Linked DNA regions of Gossypium hirsutum: region 2 is linked to region 1. The links are chromatin contacts, called in public Hi-C maps. All regions are on one chromosome and are shown on one strand. The core of a region is the stretch at or near the end of the contact, and the rest is flanking DNA. Distances in the headings are between cores, read along the strand shown. Region 1 holds the start of LOC107901991. Region 2 holds the start of LOC107901993 (equilibrative nucleotide transporter 3).

Region 1 (3,236 bases), core at 724-3,223:
AACACCCACGATCGATTTGACATGGAAAATAACAACATCCATCTTCAATATACACACTAAAATAAGAAACCAACTTTATACAAAATTAAAGCACAAGCAATACATCTTAAAACAAATCAATCTATCAAAGAAACATGCTAACCACATATCGAATAATTGGTATGCCTCTGCAAGTTAACAAATACTCATGTAGAGTGATCTACATTTGACCATTATTTGCTATGTTAAAAACTCGTCATTGGCCATAGTCAGAGCCTCTGAAATTCTTGTAAACATATACTAAGAAGATAGTATCAAAACCAATGACAGATTGAGTATCTAGCTTCAGTAGAACCAAGATGAACAATAAGGATTACCAGATAACATATTTTTTATAATTTATAAGCAAATAATAAACATGGAAAGTACTAATTCAGGTTACACAAGAAAAAGAGTGACTCTCAGGCAACTAAATTTTCAATGCTTCAAAGTAGCAATTTAAGAAGAGAAAGATGCTACAATTGATGAAATCGACACATGAAGCGCATCATAAAAGGCCTAACAAAGTTTAACATGCCTGTCCCAAAGCAAATACATTTTGCATTTAGGAAAGACAAAGCTTTATCTGAGTTGTTCCAAGAGAGGTATTAATTACTAGACCTAGCAACAAAGACTATGCATTTTTATATTGTAAACTGCAAATAAGATATATTCAGTGGGATTGGCAACATTCACAGACCAAGTAAGCCAAAAAAACTCAAACAAGACATCCCAATGAGAAAAACGCACTGCCAATCTGTCATTTTGCTAATTACTTAATAGAAAATTTGCATCAGGATTACAGCTGCTAAAAGCCCCGTGCTTGCATCATCATTCTTCACAAAACTACAACGGTGTAAAAGAAGAATGACTTAAGAATCAAATATAAAAAATGGGTATTTTGCAAAAAGTCGTAGAAGGAAATGAGAAAGGCCTCAGATCTCATAGCTTTTGAAAAATCAGTCGCAGCGTTACTTTCTCTTATTTTGTTTTTTTTTTTTTTTTTTGCTAGGGGCAGTTCCTCCAGAGGCTTTTCACCACTTAAACATTTATATGAAGCCTTTTTTTTTTTGACAGAAACTTATAAGCATCATTGATTGATTGATAAACATTAATTTCCATGCTTCCCCTGAACCACCTCAAAGAAATCGAAATAGAATTTCTCCTTCACATGCACTTCGGCTAGAAGCCAACTAACTAATGAATAAAAGATTTCCACAACTCCTTACCTTAACATTATGACAACATGGCTCGATTATATCACTAAGTTCTAAACATTAGTTAACACATGAAATTTAATAGAAACAAGGTCAGGTTAAAACCTAAACAGAGCAGCAATTACATCGCTACTTTTTAGAATGTTAAAACTTAAAAGCAACAAACTACAGTCACCATACAAGAAAACAACCAAAAAGCAAGAAAATCAACAAAAATAGAAAGTAAATTTTAAACAAAGACTACTCACAAGCTTAATGGCAATCTCTTCGTTGGTCTAAATGTTCGTACCTAAAAAGGGAGATTATAAAAAAAATTTAAAAAAAAAAACACCAACTTACACTCAAATAGGCAAAGGGAGAAAAAAAGCATGGGACGAACCCAGATAGATCTCTCCAAAAGAGCCACTGCCGATCTTACGACCAAATCGAAACTTATTACCAACACAAGGTTCCATCAATCAACTTCAAATAAGTAATTTAAAAGAAAAAGGAAATTCACAACCCTAAACTATAATCCGAAACCCCAAATATAATAATATCGAAGATGATTTTGTACATTGGAACCTGAAAAATAAGGTTTCCACTTACCAACCAAACACTCCCTGACAATTTATTACATGCAACTTTTTGAGCGACGTCCATATATAAAAATAAAATAATACACGACTGGGCAGTAAAGAAACACTAGACGAAAGTCCGTGAGGATAGCATTAACTCAGGGACAAAAAGGGGGCTGACTCGTGGCCACGTTGCTGCCTACTATCTGACAGTAACAGCCGGGCCCCAGAGGAGCATGTAGTTGCCTTGCCCGCTGCCCCTACATGTTCAAATCCCCGCACTTTCAACTCCGTTCTGTGGAAAAAGATTGAAGACAAGTTATCGCTGCCGGCCCACACCTCCTTCCTCAATTCATTTTATCACTGGTAAGTATGTTTGATCTTCCTTTTTGATTAGTTTTGGGTATTTGATCTTCTGCCATTTCATCATAATATAAATTCAAGTTTGATCCTTGAGGATAGATGGAGATGAGAATACTTTGTTTTATGTTTCGAGATGGTATTAGATTTGATTGGTAGTGGCGTTTTTGGGGTGGAAAAAGAAAGATGATATATATCGTGGATTGATGTTGTTTTTGTCTTTTTATTCTTTTCTCGCCGTGATTTAACAGTCACGAATCTCTTGCTATTTGCCTGGAAAAAAAGTAAAGGTTTTGGCGATTAGATTTAGTGTCTGATTTCACGGCTTTCTAGCTGAGACCCCTTTCTTACCGGGTCCGGCCATACCTCGGCCGACTGGGTTTCACCTTCTATGTATGATTCTCGGGAATCTGTGTCATCATCGTCGGTAGAAAAGGTTGGCCTAAAAGAGAAAAAAAAAAGTTCAACAAACAATTTTTCTTTCAACTCATTTATTTAAAAAAAAATTTAGATGATTACTTATCTTAATCCATAAAATTATACATCCTTAATGCACATGTTAACTCGTTAGAAATAGTTTATTGGACAATATTTAGTACACTTTTAGTGTAGTTTTTAGACTTTATAAATAATATTTGAGAGTTGATAAATGTTATATAAAAATATAGTAAAATATTTAAAAATTAGTTATTTAGAAAAAAATGCATGTAAATTTTTTTGTGAAATAAAGAAAAAGTATATTGCCAATATATCAAATACTTACTCAAAATTTATATATAATAAAGACTGTTGAGTATTTGGTATGCTAACAATCTACTTTTTTTAACTTTACAAATAATATTATAAATTTGTCACATGTCTCATTTTTTTATATAATTTTTTAATTTTTACTATACTTTATATAGACCCAATTTTATTTGCGAAATTTTTAAATTTTACTAGTAGTATATCGAATATTTTTAATTTTTAATTTTATATATTATCTATGTATGAAATTATGATACAACTATTTAAAATGAACATAAGTAGATTTATTTGTAAAAACTTTAAATGATATGTTAACTTTTAGTTTATTGATAATGCA
Region 2 (3,533 bases), core at 147-2,646, 170 kb before region 1:
AATTAAAGCCAGCCAAATATAATAATATTTTATGAGTTTACATCCCACTATTTATTTTATTAATTTTAATTATCCAAAAAATATTTCCAAATTTAAATATAACAATTTTTTATCATCAAATTTTAATATTTATGATTTGGGGTTTTTATTAAAAATATGTTTTACACGTGTTTTTCACAATGTTTGGATTTGGTTTTTGTTTTAATAAAAAATTTAATCATTTATCAATATAATTGTACTTATCATTCTTGTAAAATTTTAAACTAATTCGATATTTTTATCATATTGATCTAAAATATTGTATTTATTAATATTTATTAAATGATTGAATTTTTTATATAAAATAAATAATCAGAAAATTTTAATTAGTTACACTGTACAAAAATATGTAAAACTGTTGGTGTAAATGAATCTCTTTCCATCTAAAAAAAATTATATAAAACCGGACGAAAGAGAAAATAGAAGGGAAATGAAGTTAATGTTGAGTTGACTTTCAAATTTCTTGATAAATAATATTATTTTTAGAAATAAGAATAAAAATACCATTATTTAGAAATTAAGATTTAATAATAAAAACACACACTAAAAGGCTCAGCCGGATTTTGCATTTATAGAAAAAGGTCAATTGAATTTGACCATGACACGACTTTTATGAATTTACACTAATAGTCAATAAATATAACTCTACTATGGGATAAATATTAAAATTTTCATTATCTTATGTTTTAAATTCAATAAAAGAGAAAAGGAATATACCATAATATCTGTGGAAAGATAAAAAGAAGTAAACTTTTAATTCAAAAAAATTAAATTTTATGTTTAAAACCATATATATCATTTGAAAAAAATTAAAGAATAAACATTAAGCACAAAGTAAGAAGAGTTTACTTACAGGAAACAAATTATAATAATAATCTCCAATTGTGAGCATACTATTCCAAGAGATGAGAGATCCAAATCCCAAAATCCAACAAACAATCATGGCACTCAGTTTTCCCTGATTTTATTTTAACAATAAACTAAGTCAATAATACATGTAATTAAATTTAAAAAATAACTCTAAGCTCCATTGATAATTCAAACGAACAAGACGAGAAAGCACAAACCTCAAGCCTTGAAGGTGATTCTCCTTCATAAACATTAGTCATGTTTACTTGCTGGGTATTCTTCAGGATTCTGTCAGAAAACGAAGACCTTAACTTTGCAGTGATAATCAAAACTGGGTGTTCTTCAACCAAGGCAGGTCATAAGCAAGAATGGAAATATATATATATATACACAGAAGAGCTTACAGTAATATTTAGAAGGATGATGTGAAGTGTGAACAGCTGAATAGTATAATAGAGGGTGTGAAAGGCAACAACATGACTTTGTAAGGGAAAAACTATAAATGAAGGAAGAGATACCATTATATAAATAAAGATTCTTCTCTCTCTCAAGAAAAGGAAATCCATGTGTACAAAAACAAAATTGATTATAATTTATGATGGGATCCGTTTTAGATCATTATATTTAATGCATTATTTTTTATTAATTAATTATCATATTAATGTTGTGGCCGAGTTAAGCTTTGCTGGATCCGTATACGAAAGTTATGGAGTTAAAGGTAATTATATATTAATATGAATAATTTAAAGGTATAATTTTAACTTTTAATATCTATATCTTTTTTTATTTTCACTCTTTTTTTTTGTTAAATTTAGCTTTAGGAAAATAATTTAATTATTTTTTATGAAAATATTAATTAAATTATTATTATTTTTAAAAATGTCCACATATATTTTATGCTAATTTTTTTAAAAAAATTATGAACTTTATTTTTATTTTAAAATTTTTTTTTATGATTTTTAAATTATTTGTTGGCATAGCATATTAGACAAATAGTGACACGTTAGTGCTTCATGTGGATTGTCACATCAACATCATTAAAAATTAATATTTTAATTAATATTTCTGTTTTTAAAGAGTAACAATCAAATTTAACTAATAAAAATGAAAATCAAATTGATAAAAATATAAATATTAACTACTAAATTTATCATTATACTTAATTTGAAATAGAATTTTGCTTCATATAAAAGATTCTTTCCTTTTTCATCAAAATTACCAAAAAAATGTTCTTGGTGATTCCAATTAAGCAACTTGAATTATTACATTTACTTATTTAATGATATTTCTAATGATTAATGATAAATATGTAGTTGAAATTTAAAAAAAAATTTTAAAAAGAAAATTTACATTTAATGATTAATGTTCACAATTAAATTAATAAAATATTCAAAAGGCACAACTCAACTATGAAAATATATTATTATTATTATATTAAAATTAGGGTTTAATCAAAGGAGTTAGGACGATGAGAGAAAATATTTAGTAGGAGTATTTTGTAATCCACCGTATAAGAAAGTCAACAAGATAAGCTGGTATTCTTTTAGTGCCAAGTAATGAATGTGAACTCCAATATGTGGAGCTGGGAGAAATAAAAGTAAGGTGGAAAAGGCAGATATAAAAGAACAAAGCAGCTGTCAACGTAAATGGGCAGTAACCGATTTTTTTTTTCTTTTTTTAATTTTGAGTTCAAATGAATAAAAAACAAAAAAAAATTGTGTTTTCATTTTAAAATTCAACTTATTTATTTGAATTCAAAACTATCATAACTATCATTTGCAGAAAGAAAGGCAAGAAATAATTATGGACCTCCTCGGCATGTGTATCGATGGAACAATCAGCGCATTGATATTTATTAATGTAAATGCATTACGATAAGGAGTGGCCCACATAGGCTGCCTACAAGTTTCCAAGCTAAGACAACCCTTAGGCTACCAAAAAAAGGAAAGAAAATTTAAAAAATAGATCGTTTTTAACTTTATTTAATTTTTGAATTAAGAGTAAGGAGGTTCATAATTTAACTAAAATTTAATTAATTGATTGAATCGATTTAATTCGATTAATCAATTAGTGATCAAATTTAATTGACCAAAAATTAATTAATAATTTTTTTAAAATTTTAATTATCGATTAATTTAATTTAATATTGAATAATTAATCGAAATAAAAGTAGTTAGAAAAATCGTTTATTCTTCAAGAGTTGACTGATAAAGTGGCACCTAAATTTTGGGTTTTTGCTAGCTTTTTCTAATATGGAGAGTTATTGGTTGAATTGTTTTATATAAAAAGTTTAATTATGCTTCTACTTTACAGTTTATTTATATTTTTAATATTAGACATTTAGATTTGTTATTTTTTAGTAATTAAAATTTAATGGATCAAATAATCAAATGATTTTTGTTCAATTGAATTATGATATTTTGAGATTAAAAAATTACATATATGGTGAACATTATACACATGGAAAATTAAATAAGTAAATAAAAATGTTAAAATATGATATTGTCATATCCCAAAATATAGGGGTTAATTGAGATGGATAAACAAGCACTATAATAAAACAGGCCATCGCGACACTTTTTTTCTTTACTTAGGACAACGTAAAAAAGGTTGGCATAGGTCGTCCCAACGCTTCTCCCGACGCT

What was found. Hi-C and Micro-C count contacts between places; a contact is called where the count stands out from the background.
Region 2: a contact with region 1 is called in a Hi-C map of leaf, with 3 times the contacts expected there. The contact joins the promoter of LOC107901993 here to the promoter of LOC107901991 in region 1. A contact is called at or near these places in 5 of 34 Hi-C or Micro-C datasets (callus, hypocotyl and leaf).

Annotation. Positions count from the first base shown.
Region 1 is chrD06:42,629,239-42,632,474 of Gossypium_hirsutum_v2.1, reverse strand. LOC107901991 reads left to right here and starts at 1,973. Exons shown (of 3, transcript XM_016828190.2): 1 at 1,973-2,158.
Region 2 is chrD06:42,800,103-42,803,635 of Gossypium_hirsutum_v2.1, reverse strand. LOC107901993 (equilibrative nucleotide transporter 3) reads right to left here and starts at 1,396. Exons shown (of 10, transcript XM_016828192.2): 1 at 1,293-1,396; 2 at 1,107-1,176; 3 at 893-997. The coding sequence starts at 1,148.